2 separate regions of the Mus musculus genome follow, and region 2 is linked to region 1. The links are chromatin contacts, called in public HiChIP or PLAC-seq maps. All regions are on one chromosome and are shown on one strand. Each heading gives the region's core, a stretch centred on a gene start, on an enhancer-like site or on the middle of the called end of the contact. The rest is flanking DNA. Distances are from core to core; before and after follow the strand shown. Region 1 has its middle 60 kb from the start of Gm32142. Region 2 has its middle 23 kb from the start of Sertad2.

Region 1 (6,328 bases), core at 1,466-3,965:
CTTAAACCTGTTTCATCCCTACTGCCTTGACTTCTTGGCTTCCTGGATTCAGAGGTGTTTTCCTGGGGCTTAAAACAGTTGCATTCATATTCAAATATACTGGAATACCCAACACCCACTTTTGAAATAAGTCAAGTACTGGTGAGACAATGTTGCTTTAGGGTCTTGAAGTGGGTGAGACTCCCCCACCTCCACCCTCATCCCGAGATAACCGAAATCCACAGTGCTCTAAAAATGGGAAAAAGATAAAAATGAAGACAAATGTTTACTCTGGTCACATTGGGGCTTTCCTTAACTGTGCTCACCTTAGGACCCAGACCTTTCTGGAGCTTAATTGTGACACAGCTTGACTCCGTGATTACCTTCTGGTCCAGAATCTACTAATGAAAATGAACTATGCCAGCAACTTCTTGCAACACACATCTCATTTATGCATTTTCTCTTCGTGTGTTGAAACTACACTGGAGCTATACAGGGCAGGGGACCTAGTGTTCTCACTGTCAGCCTAGTGATTCGTACAAGGTGAACAATGTTAGCTGGATCCCTCACTGTGGCAAAAACAAACAAAACACTCCACTACTCCTAATCTGGGTTACTGTACTACATTTTATTTTATGCAGATGAGTGTTTGCTTGTATTTATTATTTATGTGTACTATGTTAGTGCCTGGTGCCCATAAAGGCCAAAAGAAGGCATTGGATCCCCTGGAGTCAAAGAAAGCTGCTCTCACAGCTGTGTGTGTGCTGGGAACCAAACCTGGGTCCTCTGCAAGGGCAGCAAAGTGCTCTTAACTTCAGAGCCATCTCTCCAGAAGCTAGATATATATATATATATATATATATATATATATATATATATATATATATATATATATATATATTCTTCTATGAGGTCATTTTATAGATAGGTAAATGTAGTGAATTATTGTATATACCATAATGGTACTAAGAACAGATTTTGACTCTGAAAGATCTCCAAATAAGGGTTAGCAATCTCGTGGTGGAAGAGCTATGGCTTGCCTCCAATCCTTACCATGTGTCACTTTAGAATTCTGTGCCCTCCTTATTCCAATATTTCTTAAAGTGTGGAAGGCCTGCTAGATTCCTGGGTCTCCCCTCAGGTCTATCGGTTATTTGCTGCTTAAGCAATAGTTCAGGTGATTTGAGTATTGACACACTAACCACTTCATTAGACACCTCTCTTTCTTCCTGTCCTTATTCTTTTTTCCTCTCACATCTATTTCTCTCCTGGCTTCTACTTTATGATCGTTTTGTGATCACTTGCGTATTTGCTGTGCATAAGTCTGAGTAGAAAGTGCTGTGTGCTGCTGTTCTTGGGGAGACAGAAACAAATGTCTGATTACCCAGGGCAAAGCTAAGTATCACAAAGGGCCAACTTACTGAATCAATGAATTTCCTGGGGTTACTTACAGAACATGGACTACTCATTTGCAGTCATGCCACAGAAAGTCCACCCCAATATGGGTGACAACTCACCAAAGCTGAAATACTGGAGCTTTTCCCATGGTTTGCTTGCAGCTCCTTAAATGAAAGAGTCTCTCTCTTCCCCAGACTTTACTGCTTTCATAACCTTGGGGAGGGAGAAGTCTTGTGAATCTGGTGTGTTTCAGGGATTTCTGAGATTTATGAGTTGTTTACTTCCTGTCTTGTTTTTTTTTTTGAGACAGGATTTCTCTGTGTACCCCTGGCTGTCCTGAAACTCACTCTGTAGACCAGGCTGACTTCGAACTCAGAGATCTACTTGCCTCTCAGAATGCATGTGCCATCGCTGCCTGGCTGTTTACTTCCTGTCTTAATAAGCCTCCCTTTAGAACTCCTGGAACTATTAACTTTGTAGAGGTCCCACCTGGCAGTGGAAGGTGTTCGCCACAACACTGCTTATAGAAGCATAGTTAGGGCAAACTTACTGATGCTATTGAGATTCATCTCTAGTTCAAATGAGTTAGCAGGTTTTTATCTCACACACACACACACACACACACACACACACACACACACACACACACACACACACACACACGCCTGAGGGGAGAAGCAGGAATCTAGCAGGCCTTCCACACTTTAAGAAATATTGGAATAAGGAGGGCACAGAATTCTAAAGTGACACATGGTAAAGATTAGAGGCAAGTGTGTGTGTGTGTGTGTGTGTGTGTGTGTGTGTAATGTGTAGTGTGTATGTCTATATCCACCACAGTTTCTGCTGCCATGGACCACCCCTCCATCTCCCAGTGCTCCCTTTGTTAACTTTAAAGACTGAGTGCAGCTAAGCGGCTCCTCTAAGATGGCCTCTTCTGCCCACTCCTGTTTTCAAGTTAGAAACAGTCAAGCAATCCAGGATTTTAAAAAGCTTTATTTCAAGACTAGCCCAAATATGTTTACTTACATGCATGTGTGCACCTCGTAGAAAGCCGCTGGTGCTGATCATGACCACAGTGAGAAGCAACTGATGCAATTGCAATATCCATCATGAGTCAGGAAGCAAGCAGTAGACACGAGGCCTCTTCAAAGTTGGATGGAAGGGGAGAGAAGTAGCTGTGGGAGTCAGGTTAGACAGCAGGTGCTGCTCCCTTTTGATATCAGGACTGACGGACAAGAGAAAGCATCACCAAGGGCTTTGGGGATAGATTCCGGGTGCTGCTTAGCAAAGGCAGGGTGGCGACAAAAGTGTTGCTTAAACTCTCCCCGTGCGCTGTCAGGTTAGGACTGTCTCCTCCACAGGCAAGTTGAAAACAGTCATTTCCCACAAAGGTACACCCCAAATAACCCCTGCTGGCTGTGGATCCTGCTGCTTTAAAAGCTTGCCTCTGCTGAATCCATCCTTAATGGCTTATTACTGGCATACTGAACTCTGACCTTAAGTAATGCTTACAGCTTCGTGGCCCTCAGAAAGTCCTATGTATGCGCAGGCCTAAGCCTAAACTGGGAGTTTGTCAGGAAGGTACATGGTGTGATTGAGCCCAGCTGCCTGTACCCCTTTTCTGGTGGACTGAGAAATTTCAGGCAACCTTACCTGCAGGTTCCCCAAATCTGAAGGCTGGGGTGTTGTAGAGATGAAGGTTTTCAAAAGCAAATTTCTCAGGATTCCCTCTTACAGTCTGCACTGCTCATCACCACTTTCCAACACTGGGACCCTCGCAGTTATAAACATTACCTAGCAGGACCACAGTCTGCTTTCTGCGGTTCCAGGAGCTTATAATGTAGCATTCTATGTCTGCTTAGTCATTACCTAATCTGCTTAGTCACTACCTAATCTGCTTAGTCATTACCTAATCTGCACATGGACCAGAGGATGATTTCTCCATTTCCCTGAGCCCGACCTGAGGAAGGCTTTGGCATTCCCATGGGTCTGAAGCATCCAGGTCCTTGATTTAGCTGTGCTCATATTAATGACAGACATCCACTCAGAACTTCATCTGCTCCCCACCTCTGGGAGATGTGAAAATAAAGTCAGGCTAGGACTTGAACCAACTGTGTAGACTTCCCTTAATCTGTTGCAAATTGGGGGGTGGAGGGGAAGGGGAATCACAAAGAAAAAAAATTACCTATAACTATTTTCTAGAAATAGCTATTAAATATTTGGCCTATGTGTGGTTTTAAAAATATTTAAATTAAATATATCATAAATATATTTTATTCTACTGAATATGACTTTAAAAAAAAAAAGTTGTTTTGTTCCTGAGATAGAATCCTATAGCCCAGGCTGGCCTCTAACTCACTCAAGTAGCTGAGAACACACCCACCCATCTTACTCAGCTTCCAGAAAGTGATTCTTAGCTCCCCTTTGCTTTTGGTTCTTGGGATGGAAACCATGACCATGCTAGCCAAATACTCTCCCGCTAAGCTACATCATTGGCTCTGGAATTTGGTTTGTTGCTGTTGATATTGTTTGGTTTTTGCTTTTGGTTTTTGTTCGCTTGTTTGTTTCTGAGACAGGGATTCTCTGTGTAGCCCTAGCTATGTGTAGCCTTGGCTATACTGGAACTCCATCTGTAGACCAGGCTGACCTTGAAGTCAGAGATCTTCCTGCCTCTGCCCCAGGAGTTTTAAAGGCTTGTGCCATCACTAGCAGCTTTTGACCTCAGTTTTCTAAGATGACTATTTAGCAGGGGTGTGAACAAACAATTCTGAGGAGAAAAATCTGCCAGCAGAGGACTTCTCAGGAGAGAAATATAGGAATCCAAAAAGTAGCTGGCTGGAGGTCTGTGCTGGGAAGACAAAGTAGTGAGTTGGTCAGGGTTATCTCAAAAGAGAGAACATTAAATGAAAAAAAAAAAAAGCAGAATTCTACTTGCAGGTTAAGCACATGCAAGACTGGACAACATATTTTTCAGAAAGCATTCAAACAATCAAATCAGGTGTCTTCCCTACCTACTATGGAAGACTTACCTGGGGGGATCACAAGTTCAAGGCCAGCCTAAGCAGCATAGCGAAACACTGTAAAAACTACCATTAAAAAGGGAGAGGGCAGGTGGTTGCGTGGCTCAGTACCAAGCCTGACAACTTGAGTGTGATCCCTAGGACCCACTTGGGAGACGAAAACCAACTGCTTGCTACAAGTTTCCTGTAACCTCCACATGCATGCCATGTTGCATGCAAGCCTTTGCCTGTACACATATACACAAAAACAAGTAAATAGATAGATGGATGGGTAGGTAGATAGATAGATAGATAGATAGATAGATAGATAGACAGACAGACAGACAGACAGGTAGATAAAGTTTTTGTTTTTAAGTAATCAGGGAGCGGGGAGGAGGATAGTTCAGTTACTAAGGTGCTGGCTGCTAAAGTGCTTACCTTGCAAGCTCAGGTACCTGAAATTGACCCCCAGTTAAAAACAAAAAACAAAGAAAAAAGAAAACAAAGTAGGCAGAGTGGCACTGACTTATCAAACCCAGTGCCGCTGAGCTAGGCAGAGGTAGATCCCTAGGGATTGCTGGCCAGCCAGCTTAGCCTACATGGTGAGTTCTAGGCTGTGAGATGCCCTATCTCAAAAAGAAAAGAACAGGAAGGGGCTCCTTAGCTGAGGCTGACCCCTGGCCTCTCATGCATGTGCACATGGGTGAATGTGCATGTACATGCAAAAGAGACAGACAAGTAAGAGCAAAAATGAAAAGAAGCAAGTGATAGAGGCTTTATCTGCAAGGAAGAAGCCTGGATTCCATCCCCATTTAAAAAAGAATAAAACAATAAAAAAAATCAGGAAAATAAACTTCTGGACATAAAACCAAAAGAGGCATTTTAAAAATGGTTATTACAGGGATTTCTTGGGGCTGGTAGTGCTCTATTTATTAAAATGGGTGGTAGACACATGGGTATCATGTTACAATGTTAAAATACATACCTTGCCTTTATATACTCCTTGTTATGCACAATGAGACATAGGCTTATATATGTTAGGACAGTTGTGAAATAAGGCTTCTTCAACCCCTGTATCCTGAGGTTTTGCAGATAGGCTATAATAGTGGTTCTTCCTCAGAAAACGCTCAAATTCACCATTCACAAAACTTAACCTCGTTGCTCTTAAGCAGTTGGCGAGAGTACATCTAACCTTAACATGGTTTCTCTGAGACAGGCAGCATCGCAGGAGCCACTGACTGTGCAGACACAGAAACAGGAGAGGGTAGCAGGGCTAGCCGTGCACTATAGAGCTAGAGAAAGTAGCTGGCAGGGGTAATAGTCAAAGGAGCCCAGCCTGCTTTTCTAGCTCCTGGGGCCATTTCCTCCAGGCCAGGATGCTGAAGAAGAAAAGCAGAGCCAAGTATCTCCTGGGTCTCAAGTTGTTTAAGTTATGGGGTGAGACTGCCCACTGCCATTTCTGCTTTCCCCAAACCACAAGATCTAAGTGCATTGGTCTTTGGGAAAATGGATACAGAAGGAGGTAGCTTTAACCAATGACTCAAACAACTTAAGACCAAAGAGACTGTTTTAAACCTCTACAGGTTCCAATAATAATTTTGAACTGGGTTTTTTTTTTCTGCAGTCTCTGGGAAAATGCTATATGCAAATTACTCATATACAAGTGGACCCAAAACATTTGTTTGTCCACAGATATGTATCAACCTCTTTAAACTTGACTAATCATCCATTCTTTTAAGTGTGCAGCAATGTAAAATGGATGAGCTAAAAGTCTCAATTAGTTATTTTATAATGGATGTCAGTCTGTCGTTATCCCATCCACAACACACCATGGTATAAAGAGGGGACATGCACACAGCTCTGTCTTTCAACTGTGCTCATGACACAGTTCTAGCAACCTCTCCGCATAGCGCTTCTACGGAGGTTCAGGGTGGGGCAGCTAGGTAAAGAAC
Region 2 (7,031 bases), core at 8-2,507, 72 kb before region 1:
AAAAAAAAAAAAAAAGAAAAGAAAAGCTGACAGACACTGTAGATGGACAGTTGATTTCAAATCGAGATAAGATCTTTCCAACTAAAAATCATAAACATAAGAAAAGCTGACAGACATTGTAGATGAATAGTTGATATTAGAACAAGATAAGATCTTTCCAAATAAGCCATCGAGAAAAGATAAAAATGTCAAACATTTTATTAAAAATGGCAAGGAAACTGAAAAAAAATACAAGCTAGGTGTAATATTTGCAATAGAGACAACAAAGCCCATTTGGATTCTACAAATTAATTTAAAAACATCAGCACTAAATTAGAAAGCCATTGAAATCAGGTTGTCATTAGAAGAATGGGCAAAAGGCAGAAGCTAATAAATACCATGAAAATTCAGTTCACATACTAAAAGTCATACAAACATAAAAGACATAGACTGTCCAGGAACCAAGCTGGTTGGGGATGTTAATAACTGTGAGTATCAAGTGGACAGGATTTTCTTGGGGTTATTGATGGGATGGATATGAATTGATTTGACCTCAGGCAGAACAGCATTTGGTCATTTGTATCCAGAACCATTCTGAATGTTTGTATCTATAATGCAGGCATCTCATTTCTAGCAATTTGTCTTACTAAATTAATCAGATCTCTGCATATACTCAACAAATATGTATTTAATGCCCACTGTATGCCCTAGGTCATAAAAGAGAAAAATAGAATAAAGCTAAACAGAGGTATCTGAGTCAGGACCTGCAGGAAGTAGGGGTATAGACTGGGCAACTCTCAGGCAGAAGGGTTAGAGGGAGGAAGAGCCACTCACTGCGAGCAGGCCTTGTGGACAGGAGGGTATGAAGTGGAGGTGAGGGGGTGTTGGGTTGGTTAATATGAGAGGAGACAGGGACTGGGAGGAGCAAGGCAAGTTGTGGAAGACCTTATGAGTCAACACAATGACTGCCTTTTATCCCACGTCAGATGTGAAGCAATGTTTGCAATAACCTGCCACCTCAATTTAGGGTCTTGTGATCCTATGACACAAACTTACACTTTAGTTCTGGAGGCCAGAAGTCTACAACCAAGGAGTCAAGAGGCTGAGTTTCTTCTATGTCCCTCCTTGTCCCTTCTATACTCCAGGGGTGCTGGGCCCCATACACTTCTTCAGCTTCAAAGCACTTTATCCCAACCACAATCTGCCCATCTCATTTCCTCTGCCTGCTCCTTATGAAGTCCCTCTCTTCAACCCTCCGACCATTGACTCTTAGGTCTACGGCACCGTTAGTTAGGTTTTCTGTAGCATGTGGGTAGAGACAATATAGTAAACCACATACTTGTCATAACAGCTCAGCTTGGTGACTCCCAGAGAGGCGGTCAATAGAAAAATGCACAAGAAGGTCTGGGAAAGTGATTTTTTCCAAAAATATCCCTTCCTGTGTCCTGCCCAGAGACATGGAATTAGGATGTTTAGGTACAGGCACTATGCCCATATGGGTGAGCAAACCTCCCTAGGAGATCTGTAACCTCTAAGATTCAACTATGCCTAAGGCTTCTTGCCTGAAGAATTTAGTAATAACTGTCCCACTAATCTCTCAGGATCATGAGAAATCAAGGTAGGTAACATGGGGAAGCATGTTACAAAGGTCATGTATGTATAACTGCTGATCATTAAAGGAAACTGAGGCAGACAGGAAATGGTAGTGGTAGACAAAACAGTTCATTCTGAGATTCCAGTTCTTCAGAATGTACAAAGCAAGGACAACTGTATTCTTGATAGAGAAGAGCATCAAAAAGCCCCACATGTTACCACAATCACTAGTACCCATTCCCTGCCCGGCCCTGCACCTCCACCTCCACCTCCACCTCCACCTCCACCTCCTCCTCCTCCTCCTCCTCCTCCTCCTCCTCCTCCTCCTCCTCCTCCTCCTCCTCCTCCTCCTCTTCTTCTTCTTCTTCTTCTTCTTCTTCTTTCTTCTTCTCCTTTTCTCCTTCTCCTTCTCCTTCTCCTTCTTCTTTTTGACAGGGTTTCTCTGTGTAGCTCTGACTGTCCTGGAACTCACTTTGTACACCAGGCTGGCCTTGAACTTAGAGATCCACATGTCTCTGCCTCCCAAGTGCTGGGATCAAAGGTGTGTGCTTCTACCACCCTGCTTTTAATTTTCAATACATTTGACTTTTCCCCCTTAAACCAAAGGCTGTAAATGGAACTTTAAAAGGGAGTATGAAATAGGCAAGAAAGAAAGAATGAATAAAAATATCTATCGGGCTGGAGAGATGGCTCAGCAGTTAAGAGCACTGACTGCTCTTCCAGAGGTCCTGAGTTCAAATCCCAACAACCACATGATAGTTCACAGCCATCTGTAATGGGATCCAATGCCCTCTTCTGGTGTGTCTGGAGACAGCTACAGTATACTTATATACATACAACAAATAAGATCTTTTAAAAAAATCTATCTTTCTATCTATCTATCTATCTATCTATCTATCTATCTATCTATCTATCTATCTATCTATCTATCTATCGGCAGGGTTTCTCTATGTAGCCCTGGCTATCCTGGAACTGTAGACCAGGCTGGCCTTGACCTCAGAGACATGCCATCCTCTACCTTCTCTTATGCTGGGACTAAAGGTATGTGCCACTACCACCCTGACAACAGTGACCTTAGATGCCCTGATTTGGGATGATTTAAAGCTCTTACTTCAACAGAACACCTTAGCATTCTAATGGTTCCCAGCCATGAGAAGAGGAAACACCAGCACTGCCCGTGGGGGGGGAAATGGTAGCACTGATAACACCAATGAAGGTATAAAGTAAAATTTTCATAGAACACACTTGTGTTAAGCAAGTCTGACACACTTAGAGATAACTTTAAGCTCTCCATAAAACTCAAGGGTATAGAATGCTAGTGTGCTATAGAAGTGAAGTTCCTGTATGAACTTCCCATGGCTGCATATCTATACATACTTGGCTGATTCAAAAGAAACTTCCCAGCACCCTAAGTACTCAATCAATTTGTGCTGCTCAGGAAACCACGGTGACACTGTCATCTCTATGGCTGCAGATGGTGATGGTCCATCTACTGTTGTGGAGTACATGACAGTAATGCCACACCTTTAACACCTGCTTTTAAGCTGTATAGCATGCACAGAGGACAGAGCACAACCTTGCAGAGTCGGCTATCACACTGTTATGTACTATGGCAAATTTGCAGTGTTACTTTGGTTAAATGTCAAATGAAGGCTCTTTGCCAAAGCACATTTCAAAAAACATTTCAGACAAAACTCTGTCTATCTACCTATCTAGCACCATGAATCAGAAAAACTTTAACATATCACTTTTTAAATACAGCCTGCCTTTTTCTTTTGAGTATGCCCACACACTAGCTAGTTTCTATAAACAGCTTTAGCTTATAGTGATTTTTACAACTGAATCTTACTATACTTAAAATAGAAAGTTGAAGTTGGTTTTCGCTACTGGAAGCATTAGCTATAGACAGAAAGCCCCGCACACAGACATGACATGTTTGTGCTCTGTGGAAGGGTGCAGGTAGTCCACTATTCATTTCATTGTAATTTATATCTCCAAAGGAAAGCTAGCATGCTTTCACACTGCTCCCGCCCACATATGCTGATGACACACGCACAGCCTAGACTGCCAGGCCGAGCCATCGGGTGGGGCATGAAGCTGCTCGGCCTAACTTTGCTCACACTCCTCGGCCCCCAGCATGCAGTGGGTGCTGCATGCGACTCCACAATCCACCCTCTCATTTAAGGCGTCATGCAATTAAAGGCCCTTGAGCCACACATCATCCTGACTCCGTGACTCTGTCAACAGAATATGACTATCAACTGTTCACTGAGTTTGGCTGCTGTTATGCTGTTATATTCTAGTTCTTTTGTAGGGAAACCATACAGAGCATTTTTAGATTATTTATAATGAAGTGCAATTTGGAGCAAGGGACTGTCAATATATTTGACATTTCTAAGGACACTGACTTGGAAGTCAAATATTCCTGGGATACATGGGGTTTCAAGCTCTAGCTTGACCCTGCACTACCCTTACTGTCCTTATCAAGGGATAGAGGCATGTGGTGGCACACTCAGGAGGCTGAGCATCATGACCTTAAAGACAAGCAAGGCCACATACCAAGACCATGCTTCAAAAAGGAGGCGGAGGGCAGGAGCCACAGGCAGAGCCTGGTACTGCTTGGAGGATCATGGGATTGGTTATGTGAGGAGTGATGTGCTTGAGAGAATGGCCCTCAATGGCGGCAGCTGCTCTAGTAATTGCAATCTAGTGTCCACTGAGCTCCCCACCCTTCTGATGATCTCTGGTGGTGGAGAACCCCGCCCCTCCCCAGCATGCCTAGTCAACTGTGCTGTGACAATGCTGCAGTGCCTCAGAGAGGTGCAGCTCCATCCTGGTATTAGGTCAGGCAGGAGGACTGAGAAAGGCGCCTTCACTGAATAAATCTTCTCAGCTGACCAGCATTCAACATGCCCTCTGCCACTTTAATTCGATATCAAACAACCCCACTATTTTTGTTTAACACTACCTGAATGCATTAATAAATGTATACAATGTACACAATGAGGTCCTAGGTAAAGCTTAAGCAAGATTGTCTCACAAATCACCAAGAGAGAAGGCCAAGTCTCTCAACTGAACTGCTGTCATTATTTTGATTTAGTTTGCAGGGAGTTGTTGGTTTTTTTGTTTTTATTTTTATTTGTTTGTTTGTTTGGTTGGTTGGTTTTTTAGTTTTTCGAGACAGGGTTTCTCTGTATAGCCCTGGCTGTCCTGGAACTCACTCTGTAGACCAGGCTGACCTCGAACTCAGAAATCTACCTGACTCTGCCTCCCGAGTGCTGGGATTAAGGGTGTGTGCCACCATTGCCCAGCAGAGTTGTTTTTAGATAAGGTCTCACAGTACATTTTACTAGGACTTTGAATTCCTGACCCACTTTCCTACATCCTCCACATGCTGGGGTTACAGGCATGCACTACCATGTCTAGTTAAATTCTGAATTACTCGTTAACAATCTTGTTCCTTTGCTTCAATTATACTCCAAAAGAAAAACACAACAAAGACTAGAAGGATCAGCTACTTTCTTCAATAGCATTCAAAATACAAGAGCTGGGCAGTAGTGATGCACACCTTGAATCCCAGCCCTGGAGAGGCAGAGGCAGGTGAATCTCTGAGTTTGAGTCCAGCTTGGTTTATACACCTAGTTTTCCAGGACAGCCATGACTACACACAGAAATTTTGCCTTGAGAAACGATCAATCAAACAAAAAAGCAACCAATCAACCAAAATGCAAGCAACAGGAGCCTGGCAAGGGAGCCCTGAGAAACAGAAGACATATAGAAAACAGAGAGCTTTAAGGCCTGCTTGGAGTGGACATACCCATCTTTCTTTATGCCACAGACATGCACACGTCTCTGAACCAGGGAGGAGAGGCTAGTGGGCTTCAGTGATACACTGATAGCCATTGGTTTAAATGACCACTCAGTTCCCTGAGTCTCACTGTAAGGCGGTTAAAGGTACATCCTCCTTTCCTTACTGCCCCAAAAAGGCTGCTAGTCATTAGGTATTTCACTCATATTCTAGGTAAGAAAAAGGGTAGATACATTGTCTTTTATGAGACTTTGTGCTTTTATTTTTTTAATGCACAATATTTTTATATGTTATATAAGTGTATATACTTATACTTATATTGTTATAAACATAAATACGTATAATTTTATATTTCTGTTATATATAAATATGTAATCTGCATTATATACATATATATATATATATATATATATATATATGTGTGTGTGTGTGTGTGTGTACACACATACACATACACACACATTCTCCTTAGGGACTCCTGCTCATACCTCTCAAGCCAGAACAGCAGGACTGTAGATAGCTCAGCTATGCAAAACTAAGACATCAGTAGCTTTTTACCTTAGCACAATCCTACCCAAATAAAATCAGGGTTTCCTTTCCCTGCAGGGAAGGCTTTGATACAGGTCAGTGGTCAAGCGCAGGCTTAACATGCGTGGGGTTCTAGGTTCAATCTCCTGTACCATAAAACAAAAACCAAACAAAAAACACATAGGGAGGAGTAGGGACAGAGACTGCACACAGGTGATAGAATTTACCAAAACTGGTTGCTTAAATTTATGGTTACACTGAGGAGGAAAATGAAAGTTTCAGAGGGAAACCGTCTTTGCATTGGCTGGTAATTAACAGTAAGGAGCACAGAGGCTACTGGGTTTAATCATGGATGCTGTTCTCTACTGCTCCATGTGTACTGTTCTCGGGACAAGAAATGCTAAGTTTCCTGAGGATTTCTGCATAAGGAAAAGACATCCAGAATGTAGAAATACCGAATGAGTCCCCTGCTGAGCTCTACATAAGATATGTGCAGCCGTCCCCCACCCTCCCCTCCCTCCAGGAGGAGGCCCTGTGAGGGACAGCTTTGCCTCGTTCTGGCCAGGGACAACTGGGAGACAAAGGAATCATGTGCTGTTCTTAGCACAGATTCAGTCTTCTCACATCTGAGGCGGAGAAGGGTCGGAGCACACACAGGTTAAAGTGTAAGTAAGAGGTAAGGTGAATATGAACACCCAAGCCCTGAGCCAGGCTGGCCAGACCTTCAGGGAGAAAGGCCATCGGGTCCCAGAGTGGCCACAGTGATGTGTGCAGCCCAACACTTTCGTGAGAGCAATCCCCTCTACCCAGCAAGTGTCTACACAGAAAGCCTTGTTGAATAGCACACACAGGCACACAGGACAACAGAAAGGTCTCAGTGGTTAGGGTCATCTAATGAGGCAGACAGTGCTAGACTCCCGGAGGAAGGGAGGGGAGCTTAGAGGAAGAAAATGGAGGAGGCGCTGATCACTATAAAGATCAGATACAATCAAACCATATCACCTAAGATATTATTCCCTTCATTTTATTTATTTTCACGTATGTGAGTATTTTCCCTGCACACTTGTCTGCACTACGTGTGTTGTGTGACTGGTTCCCTCAGAGGTCAGAAGAAGGCAGCAGA

The links. HiChIP or PLAC-seq counts read pairs in DNA pulled down with a chosen protein or histone mark.
Region 2: a contact with region 1 is called in an H3K4me3 HiChIP or PLAC-seq map of the SCID.adh cell line, with 15 read pairs. The contact joins two enhancer-like sites. A contact is called at or near these places in 10 of 39 promoter capture datasets (the 3T3-L1 cell line, the C10 cell line, cranial neural crest and 6 more), 29 of 484 Hi-C or Micro-C datasets (the 63-12 cell line, B cells, the C2C12 cell line and 24 more), 21 of 115 datasets of contacts at active chromatin or transcription factors (the SCID.adh cell line, astrocytes, bone marrow-derived macrophages and 13 more) and 3 of 9 other capture datasets (adipose tissue, liver and pancreatic islet).

Annotation. Positions count from the first base shown.
Region 1 is chr11:20,535,603-20,541,930 of GRCm38.p6, reverse strand. No RefSeq gene overlaps it. Among named protein-coding and RNA genes, the nearest start is that of Gm32142, 60 kb to the right of the region's middle. Within about 2 kb of position 2,715, at least 10 of the 459 cell types and tissues checked have an H3K27ac peak or open chromatin away from gene starts, as enhancers often do. A contact at or near this core is called in the SCID.adh cell line, where this site is marked.
Region 2 is chr11:20,605,242-20,612,272 of GRCm38.p6, reverse strand. It overlaps a transcript of Sertad2 not described here. Among named protein-coding and RNA genes, the nearest start is that of Sertad2, 23 kb to the left of the region's middle. Within about 2 kb of position 1,257, at least 15 of the 459 cell types and tissues checked have an H3K27ac peak or open chromatin away from gene starts, as enhancers often do. A contact at or near this core is called in the SCID.adh cell line, where this site is marked.